Linked DNA regions of Xenopus tropicalis: region 1 is linked to region 2. A link is a contact called in public Hi-C data. All regions are on one chromosome and are shown on one strand. Each heading gives the region's core, a stretch centred on a gene start, on an enhancer-like site or on the middle of the called end of the contact. The rest is flanking DNA. Distances are from core to core; before and after follow the strand shown.

Region 1 (5,508 bases), core at 1,599-4,098, 66 kb after region 2:
GCAAGTTTTGGAAGCACAGAGATACAGTTTTATTGCAAGCAGAGCCCCCTGCAGGCCAGCAGTCCACATGGGGCTACCAAACAGCCAACCATATTCCATATTTGGCATTCCCCAAAGAGCTTCTTTCATGCCTGTGTGGCTCACCAAGACTTTTAGATCTGAGTGTGGCTCACGAGTATAAAAGGTTGGGGATCCCTGCCTTAGAAAGTCCCCTCTCTTTGTGGTTAGAAACATGGCCAAGGAAGAAACATAACAATCATACCAAGTCTTACCATTAATTGGAAAGCAATATCACTTGCTCGCATAAATGCTATCTGAAAACATGTATTTCTTTATTTCCCAATTATTAATTTCCAGTACAAAAATGTATAATACAAAGAAGGTCACACGAAATATAATTCCTCAGCTAACCCTTGTGCCATTCATGACATGTTTTGATTTTCAGGTGAAGAGACTTGTTCCTACGGGCTTGGTTTTCTTTTACAAAATAATGTTTAACAACAAATAATATTGTAAACTTTGCAATATTTAATGTACAGTTTTGTAAGCTTCTGTAAAATAGCTATGTTGAAAGACAAAAAAACCCAAATAAACGCCTTTTCCCACACAGTGATTGTGAAACAAAAGAAAAGAAAACCAGTCATACTGATTTTTCTTTGCTTAGCTTACAAGACACTATTTTAGCACACAGTTATTAAATGCAAAATAAAATGCTGTCAGTCTTGAATAAACACACTCTTACAGTACATGTGGTTATGATAAAGGTCATTAAAATCTATAAGTAAAAGTAATTTAAGGTTACTTTTAACTATCAACTAATTTGTGCAATATGTAAGAATGGATTTTATCTAACATAGCTTAGAACTTTTTTTGTATGTATTTAGAAAATATGTTTTCTACACATTTTAGTTTACCACCTGCTTTAAGCAAAGAGCACATTGGTGCGTTATTACCAGAATTGCAACCTGGTTTATAGACTGCAAATTGGAAAAACAAAGGTGATATAATGAGTATGTATACATTTAATTAGGATATTGTAAACAAGTCTATGTGACCACTGGTCTGTTATTAGTTTGCTTTATTTATCTGTCTGTTTTACAGTAGCCTCTAAAAAATGTGCTGATATATAAATGCACTACAATAATAATTAGAAAAAAGACCTACACTTATCAATATGTCTTAATAAGCTTAATTTAAAAGCAGATGTCCATCCTCTCTAGCCATAGAAGATTTAGGCAGTACAATAGCATACAATTTGTACACAATTGTAGCATGTAAAAAGACACAAGAGCTTGTATGTTATTTTAAAATAATGCAAGCCACTTTTGCTGAGTATTAATTTTGCATTGAAGTGGTTAATCGCACATTGGCCCCCTTGCCCTCTCTTAATTTGCCACAAGGAAATCTGCATTCCTTATTTTTGTGCCACACAGACATCTGGAGAGAGTCTTTATTCCCTGGGAAAAATGGTAGGCAGTGCCAACTCCTGGGCGCATAGTCTCTGTCTAACTCACACTACTCAATTCTGTCCTTCTGGGCACTCCTATTCTGCAGCTGTTAAATCCAGCAATGAATGACTGCCCAGCATAGGCAGATGGTTTCCTCCCTTGTGCCCTTCCCTTAGCACGTACGCAGACACACATGCAGGCTCACTTCCACAGCTGACAGCTCTGTCATTCCATAAACTGGCAGGTGGAGATGCCCAGGCCACAAGGCAGCTTAGTCTCTGTATTCAAACCACAGATTAAGGATGCCCATCCCTGCCCAACCACTGCTGAGTAGACCAAGAAATCTGTTAATGTCAAAACATTCATATATCTGTGTTCAATAGTGATGTTATTGGAAAACTATAATTGGCTCCAAACCCTATTAACATTGGTAAACCAATCTTTTGTAGCTCCCACAGGAACGGGTATTGTATGGAACTAGATATTAGACATTTGGCTTTAATGTTGGAAACATTTTACATTATATAATTGTAGCAGGAATGTTAGCATGTAGGTTACATAGCATCCCCTATGTTTGGTTTCAATCTATGGTTCAACAGTTGGAGGGTTGACAAATGAGACATACCCTTTTAATGGAGCAAACAAATCATTCAATAAGTTCCTGACACCATGGCCACTAGCACTGGTGTTGTAGCTGTTTTTAGAAGCTCACTGAGTTAAGAATAGAAACACTTAGGATGTTTTTAATGAACTTCAGCAAAACAAACACCCTTATGCCTTCATGCATCTAGGGTACATATTTACTTCTGGTGCACCTGGAGTTTAGACAGCAAAGTTGGACTTTTCATTATATCATTCTGCTGCTGCTGCCTGAACTGATAAATCATACGGGCACTAAATATTTCAAAAAGGGTTTTATTGAAGCAGTAAACTTCTAGTGCTGTTCAAGACACTCAGAAACAGAATTTCAGAATTGTCAGCATGTCTTTAGTTCTCTCGCCATTCTTTTTCTTTTCTATGTTTTACTCCTTCTTTTTTAGATTCAATTAGAGGTTTGTATTGTGCTATGTGAAAGAGTAATTAATGTGAAAGTCTAATTATGCAAAGCTTCTTGCACAATGTAATCAACTCATCTGTACCTAGAAATCTATTCCGCACATTTGTCTAGTGAAACAAGGGAGCTTGCGTCTGTTCGTCTACTTTCGACAGTTCATCAGCATTGTAAAAAACTTTTAATGCTTGCAACACAAAAACACTTACCTTTCACTCTGATTTTCTTTACAGATCCTGGACAATCAGGAAGTCCAAGCCACAATGATCCTGCCAAGAATCCACCAGGTAAATATAACCCCCGGAAAATTTACATTCTAACAATGTCAGAGAACAAAGGTGCTACTGTGATAGCTTAAAAGTGTATAATTGGTCAGCAATCTGCTTTGCATAGGCAATGGGTATAATCAGCACAAGCAGTGATTATGTTACCTCTTTATTGTAGCAAATGCTTTAACTGCAACTTCATTAATATTCAGTTAATCTCTGCATATTCTGAAACAGGGCAAGAAGTGAAAGCTGTGTAGAACACAAATTAAAGTACTGATTCCTCTATACCACATATGTATTGATGAAACATAGATAGATAGATAGATAGATAGATAGATAGATAGAAGAATAGATATAGAATAGATTGATAGAGAGAAATACATTCTACAATGTATCATTTAGAGATAAACATGGAGTTTATAAACAAATGAATAGTTGCCAGTATGCAAAACAATGTGTGTAAAAGGACCAATAAGGAAAGTATAAGAAATATCAGAATATCATCGGATCCAGCTTGTGAGTATGTGGGAAGTGATAAACTTAAGGTGGCCATACACGCACCGATATTATCGTACGAAACCTCGTTTCGTACCATAATCGGTGCGTGTATGGCATGTCGGCGAGTCGACCGATATCGCAGGAAGCTGCCGATATCGGACGACTCGCCGATCGGACAAGTTTGAAAATTTTGATCGGGCGCCATAGAAGGCGCCTGACCAAAATTCTCCCTTCAGAGCTGAATCGGCAGAAGGAGGTAGAAATCCTATTGTTTCTACCTCCTTACCTGCCGATTCAGCCCTGAATGGTGTGTGGCGGATCTTACGATGTTTCGTGCGACCGATGGTCGTACGAAACATCCTCGGATCGCCACGTGTATGGCCACCTTTACAGGTTTCAGGAACAGTATCTTACAATGATACATTCTAGATAGTGTGACCAAAGGAAAGGATATCTAACTACCAGTAAGTCAGATATGCAAAAAAAAAAAAACCGATAATATAGATGCATCACATCTGGATATTGCCTAGGCTTTCTGATGCATTTCCCTCAAACTGATGCCCAGATTACCCCATCTGGAAATAATTGGCCAAGATCTAACTCCAGAACAACTCAAGATGTCTTGATTCTAGAGGATACAAGAGCATTCCTTGAGGTCAAAAAGAGAATTTAATTTCTTTTAGTGAGAGCTATGAAGTTCTCAAATTCTCTTGAAATTCTCTTCTTCAGGTAATTGTACTATTTTATCCAGAGACTGATTGATTGCCTTTTTGTCTGAAAGGATGTATTTCCTTCTGAGGAAAAATACGTGGCAAGCTCTTTTTGGATGTTAATTTGCTAATGTCTGTTTCTTGCAAATGGTGTAAGTTAAAAAAAGGTAGTAGATAGGGGTATTCTATTTCAGAAGACTCTTTTTCAAAAAGTCAGCTGAGCTAAGGTTAGAATGAAGGCTATAGGGTTAGTATCCATTCTACTGTCTTTAACAAAAGATATCAAAGAAGGGCAAGGGTTGTTTGCATGCAGAATTCACAATTATAATTTCTAGATGGTGACTTCAGGTGTCCTATGTCTTATTATTGGCCCAAATGTGAAAAAACAAGTAAAACCCAACAGATTTGTTTAAGCTTCTAAATGAACTTCTCAATTTTTTTAATATCCATAATAAACTGACCCACTTTTAATGATTAAAGGGCAAACCTCTTCCTTTTTATCGGAATGGTGGCCTGCCTTTCTGTTGCTTTCCTACCCCATTCATCATTCTTTTCTGCATGAGGGGTGGGATAATCACTGAAGCTAATTTACATAATTGTGCACGCAGGTGAGATATCTTGCATGCATGAATGTTAATAAGCTTATTAGAGTTCATTTGCAGGATCCCAGGTGATTCTGCTAATGCATTTCACACCAGGGTCTTATACAAGCACTAGAGAACACATCACTTACCACTCTTCCCTGCCATTAAAAATGTGAAAATTTGAGAATTACACATAGGAATAGTTGAATAGTCCCCATTTGTTTTGAACCTTTGGTGCTACCATTATCTCCAGCAGGCCACTGAATCAGCTGCAATTTGGCTGCTGTGAGTTCTAAACCAAAGGTTTACATACAAAAAGTCACTCATAGGAAGCTTTAATTAGTAAATATCCCAAATAAATAACAAGATACATTTCTCAGATTTTCAATTTTTGTGAGATTAAAGGACCTGGTCATTTATCGCAAACTTTATTTGTTTGCTTATTTCATTCCAAACGACACCATGAAGTTTGAACGGGCCATCAGAGGCAGTAGGCTTAAATGGCTTAATGTTTAAAAAATGTCTGGAAATATGTTTATTTTAGAGATGAAGAAATAGTAAGTGTAAGTGAAAGGAACAAAGGGAAACTGGTCTGTCTACTGATCCTTCTGTGTTTTGTAATAAACCAGCTTACTACTTCAAATGAGGCAGGCACACACTGAAATAAGAGTTTGAATAGAAAATAATTTTTAAATAAGTTCAGAACTAGTCTTTTCATCCTTGTTATCTATCAGTCCTAAATCTAAACCTCTTATAAGTGTGTAATTACAGCTTAGTCTGTTGTTGTTCCTATTAGTTTAGCAGACTATGAGCTTCTTTTAAAGAAAAGGTTTAATGGCTTATACTCAAATAATAGATTCAATTCAGCTCACACAGATCCTTCAGGAGTCACCATTATTTGCCTCTCTGCTCTTTCACCTGCAGCAACAACCTGGTCACCCACTCCCA
Region 2 (5,788 bases), core at 3,112-5,611:
GTACATTGCTTTCAGAAACAAGTTGAGTTTTGAGCACTGTAATGGAATCAGACAGTGTGTATTAAATACACAATTGTAGACAATGTTAGGTACTCAAACATGCGCTGTTTCTGTGCAACAATTCCATTTGATGCACTTTACTTTGTCATGAATACTGCCTCTGTTGACGCAGTGCCTAAGCCTTCTTGTGAAGCTTCTTATAATGTATCATTTTGCTTGGGCTTTCCTCTCCAAGGTTTTTCTTTATAAAGGCAGCAATTCATGGTCAGCACATTGCACACATTTGCAGCAAAGCTGGTCTATCCAATTTAACCCACACATTGCCTGCGTGATTGTAAACTCACCACTCTGACAACATATAAAAGTACAGAACAAATAGTTAGACCTGAGGTTTTATGTGATTGAGACAAGATACTATCATTAGTTAATTTATAGTAAAAAAAAATTCTTAATACTTCAAGGTACAAGAGGCCTGCAGAGTTCTACTAACCTATAGAAAGGTGTTTCCTACTCACATTCTATAAAGACTGTGATATAAACAGCTTTTACTTATATTGTTATATTTAATAAACAACAAATGCCATGTTATTAGTGGTGCCCCATGCAAACAAAACAAATGCATAAAGGCAGGTAAAGGTTGCATGTTAAATTTTAGGAAATCAACCGCAACCAACTCTTCTTTAAACATATATTTATTTTTGCTTGCTATATGTTGTTGTTGTTGTAAATTGTAACAGGCATAACCATAAATATTTCACGGCAATATTTGTACATTGTTTATAAGGATCAAAAGATGTCTAAAAAAACCCAGCAAAATATTTAAAAGAAACTTTTTTGCAGTTTATTTTACATTGTGCGAGAAAATTAGAGGGAGAAAATCAGCATGATTCCCTGAAAACCTGCCGACAGCCAAGCGAGAGGCATGTTTTCTGTAGATTGCACTAAGGAAAAAAGGGAAGATTTGCTTGAATGCCAGTGTTGGTTGGCAGTGGCATTAGGATTGGCATGAACCCCTCTTTGTTTTGCTCAGAAGGCCCGTGATTCGTTGGTTGGCATCCGCATTGCAGTGTTGAGCGATGCTTCAATATATTGACAATTTCCAGAAATAGCAAAGTCAATAATCTGCATTTTTCCTTTAATATCTATTGGCTTGCTGATCCCCATATATTCAGGATTTAAAAGGGGGTGATTTTTTACTGTGGTTCTGAAAAATATATAACATTTTTCTATTTTTATTCTATTTTCTTTTAATAACGCTGTGTCTTTTTTAACTTCTTCACTGCCATGAGCAAGCCTGTCATGGAGTGAAGGGGTTAAATCACAAGCATGTGTTCTCTTTACAGAATTAAAATTTAAGGGCAGTGGACCAAAATTCAGTGCAAAGACAGTTACATTTGAGGTCTCAAAATTCTCTTGCTATTACTCTAAAGCGATACTGCCCTTATAGCTGGAGATGTGTGAGCTCATATATGTAAAGTCTTCATGCGTATTGTATTTATATACTGACATTATTTTAATTAGTATCATATTTAGCTCTGATTTTAACAGACATATGTACATTTTGTTTCTGTACAAATGATCTTATAGCACATAGCCTAAAGCATCACTAGTCACAAAAAAAAAAAAAAATCACTTTCACTTGGGATCTAAAATCAGTCCCTGTAGTTTTTTTTTTTTTTTGCTTCTGCTGTGGACTGTTTCTACAAGATCCGCCATTTTGTTTGTCAAGTGCCAAGAGTACAAAAAAGGCAGAGAATCTGCGTGATGCCAATAATGGTTGCCACTGGCACCGAGGTTGGCATCGGCCCCTCTTTGTCTACATTCTGCATGCCTTTGATTCGTTGGTTGGCATCCGCATTGCAGTGGGCAAATTGTAAAAATTTTGACAATCACAGAATGAAAGCTGTTTCGCTTGTTTGTATCAAGAAAGCAACATTTTTAATCCTTTTTCTTTTACTGTTTCTGTATATTTATGAAAAGTGTGCCCTTATAATTAAAAGTGCTCAGTCTGCCAATCTGTCTGCATATCTATCTATCTATCTATCTATCTATCTATCTCTATCTATCTATCTATCTATCTATCTATCTATCTATCTATCTATCTATCTATCTATCTCTATCTATCTATCTATCTATCTATCTATCTATCTATCTATCTATCATCTATCTATCTATCTATCTATCTATCTATCTATCTATCTATCTATCTATCTATCTAATCTACTATCTATCTGTCTCTAAATGTTTATGTATCCATTTATGTTTCTCTATCAACATAAATGTAAAGTGTTATGGGTTTCACAGTAGTATATATACTGCATATATCTCCATGAAGCAGATGATTGTGCACATTTGCTTTCAGATAAAATATTGCTTTCTCCTCAGCGGTTGTTGCTTAGGAATTACCATTGCATCTGCAAAATCCTCAATGAGGTTAATCAGGCTGCATTACTTGAAATGTACCTTTAGATAACTGTTAAAGGTGGCAATTTACAGATATTGCCTGTTGTGAATGTATTTATACTTCAAAACATATGTTTTATTATCTGCAGGGAGAGGAAAAAAGCAAATCTGAACTTGCCTTTTGCTTGCATTTAAACCAGGGCCATAGGGTTGAATGCTCGATAAAAATTATATGCATAAATGAAAATCTTCAGATTTTTTAAAGACAGTGAAAGTGTAGAATGAGTTAGTAATAATAAAATACAATCTGGCTAAAGTCATTACTTTTAACAAGGGTGGGGTGGGTGGTGAAAAATCCATATTTATCATTGATCCTTGTTTTGGTTCTGCATGCTGCATCCCCGCTCTCTGTACTTATTTCTGTTTATTTAAATATAGATTAAGAGCTGTGTATAACCAACCCCCTCGGTTTCACTTTTTGTTCTGGCTTACAGATGACCAAAATTACTTTATGCAGGGTGTTTACCTTCAATGTTAATCTGACTAACTGCCTTCTCCTTCTCTCAGAATTGCTCGCAAGAACCAGGAGGTGGGGCCTGGGGTTTTCCTGTTTGCCCTGTTTAGCTCAAGAAATGAAAAAAATATAGTTTTTCAAAATTTAAAAAATAGTCAAAAAATTTCTATTCATTAAAATTCTGCTGCTCAACAGAGTGTACTGTCCGTTTACAAAAAATATTTTATGCTTCAGGTTTGCATGTGTGTCCAGCGGTACCTTGAATTAACCATCTGCTTTGTATCTCTTACCAAAAAACAAATAAAGCAAATTAAAAGGAAAATTTGATTACATTCAAATTCATTTTACTGGTTTTACCTAGATCCAATTAACCTTCTTTTCTTAATGCTATGTGTAGGCCTATGATAAAGGGCAACATTTTAACCTAAAAACATAGTTGCACAGTTTAGAGGTTTTACTCTCTTGTATGCAGTTTTCTAGTTTTTCTTTACTTCTCTTCATGCAATCACTTAATTTCACAGTGATTAATTCTAGAATTCACTGTTAAAATTAAACCATGGTGTTCCAAAGAGATTAGAAAGTATGCACTTTCCAACTTTGCATTCCTGGAAGCACTTTTTAACGTAGTAAGGGGCAGATTTGTTAAAGTGTGAGTTTAGAGTTTAATACATAAAACTCACCCATGTTATATTCCTATGGGATTTTTAGGATCATATTGAACAAGAGAGTTTACCATTTGATAAATACACCTGATAAATCCCAGAGGAATGAATAGAACGTGTGTGAGATTTTGTGTATTAAGCTCTAAACTCACATTTTGATATTATGTATTAAATATCTGTTTTTATCCAGTTAGCACACTGCTTTTTCCAACTCTTTATCTATGAACCCCCTTAAAAAATGTTGAAGTTGACAAGATTCCACCCCAGCACACACCCTCAAAAAACATCATTTATAATAAAAATTAAAGATGGTCATCAGTGGGAAAAGGTGCGCAGCCATACATTTTACATTAATGTGTTTTACAAAACAGAATTTAGCAGACTTTCATTTTAATTACTCATGGTAGTCAAAAATAATGTGACCTACACGACCCACCCATCTAAATACAGTAATAATTTTACAACATTTTACAACAATGTAGGACACATCCACTGATTAAAACCATATAAGGTTGATTGCAACAGAACAGGTTTTAACAAGCTTAATACCAATAATATATACATTATGATGTTGACATATAGAAGACAAGAATATAATGAATTAATATTGTTTTTGAAAATTTGTCATCTAACTTATTTGCACTTTTTGTCATCTTGTATGCTTAGAATAATGGTAACTAGTTTTATTTTACTTGTCCTTCTTGCTGATATATGGTGTATTTCTTATCTTGCTCAAAAGAAGGCAATGTTATCTGTAGCTGCACAGCATGTAGAGTGCTGACATTACTGTAGGTGAGAAACACTTTGAACCCTGCCTTGTGGATAAGCACTCACAGATGCAGCTAAGGACCTGTGCTTTCTGCCTGTATTTGTTACTGCTGTATTCACGAGAGGTGCAGGTCATGCAGGTTAGGGAGTCAGATATGGAGTACTGAAAAATATAGTTTAGCAACAACTATAGGGCTGTAGATTGGACATCCATACAGAAAATGTTAAAAGTCTGTAATAATATTTATTAAGCATGTTGTCAACCTCCCTATATGTAACCATAATTAATTCTTTACAGCTTTCAGTGAGGAAGTTGGTACATTTTAGGTCTACTCAAATGCCACTTTTGAGCAAAATTGACTGAAAATTGCCCAAAATGGTAGACGTCTTTAAAGCAAAGTAAAAGGCGAAGAGAATGCAATTACTTGTAGATTGTAAGCTCTTTTGGGCAGGCCTCTCTTCACCTCTTGTATCGGTTATTGATTGCTTTATATGTTACTCTGTATGTCCAATGAATGAAACCCACTTATTGTACAGCGCTGCGGAATATGTTGGCGCTTTATAAATAAATGTTAGTAATAATAATAATAATAATTTTAGCATTGGTTAACATTTTAAAATAGAAACCAAAAAAATACAAAGGCAGTGACAAAATATAAAAGATCCCTTTATTTGTAGATGCTAATAGCTGATTTTAATTTCACCTTTTATCATGACAACTGTGGGACCTGTTAAGTAATTAAGCAATCAATTACTTTTCTTAAGTGGTAATTTAATTAGCTGTACACATCACCTAGAGGAACTACAAGTGCTGCAAATTATATTATATTTGGTCCCGATTATAACAGTATAATCCAATTATATGTAATGAAATATATGAGTAAATTTGTCAGGTCACACTATTATAAACTGATTTGTGATATGCACAAGCACTAACCCCAGGTCATAAAGAAAATGTGTCCTTCTCTACTGGTAGTCTGTGCAAATATGCTTTTTATCAGAAGCATTTTGTGCTGTCTGTTGGTACTGTATTTCTTTCAAAACACTGATTTCAAGTAGGGTTACATTTGTAATAAAAAAAAAAATATGGCAACTGCCTAGATAACAGCTATCATATCAGCACCCATATACAGGGGGGTTCAGAGTAGACAAAGAACCCATTTACCATTCAGAGTTAAGTACAAAGCCGCGTCTGCCAGTACTAGGAAGTTTACCATCTGGGCAAAGATAGTCCTATCCAATACCCTAATCACTTGGGAATCCCTAATCACAGATGAGGTACCCAATATTTACATATTCTGTATTACGTATTTTGGGAGTGCTAAATACAGATGAGATAGCCAATGTTTAAATCGGCTAGTATAGCTAGACACTGTGCAGTGTTCAGGGAATCGAGATATCATTAAGGGGCTCACACTAGCTGTTTTTTCTGCTTGAAGAT

The links. A called contact is a pair of places that touch in the nucleus more often than the background predicts.
Region 1: a Hi-C map of gastrula embryo shows a contact between it and region 2, with 2.0 times the contacts expected there. The contact joins two enhancer-like sites. A contact is called at or near these places in 2 of 5 Hi-C or Micro-C datasets (brain and gastrula embryo).

What each region holds. Positions count from the first base shown.
Region 1 is chr1:124,454,258-124,459,765 of UCB_Xtro_10.0, forward strand. It overlaps nfib (nuclear factor I B), which reads left to right. Exons shown (of 12, transcript NM_001097167.1): 3 at 2,733-2,786. Among named protein-coding and RNA genes, the nearest start is that of nfib, 80 kb to the left of the region's middle. Within about 2 kb of position 2,849, at least 1 of the 11 cell types and tissues checked has an H3K27ac peak or open chromatin away from gene starts, as enhancers often do. A contact at or near this core is called in gastrula embryo, where this site is marked.
Region 2 is chr1:124,386,895-124,392,682 of UCB_Xtro_10.0, forward strand. All of the region lies in intron 2 of nfib (nuclear factor I B), which reads left to right. Among named protein-coding and RNA genes, the nearest start is that of nfib, 13 kb to the left of the region's middle. Within about 2 kb of position 4,362, at least 1 of the 11 cell types and tissues checked has an H3K27ac peak or open chromatin away from gene starts, as enhancers often do. A contact at or near this core is called in gastrula embryo, where this site is marked.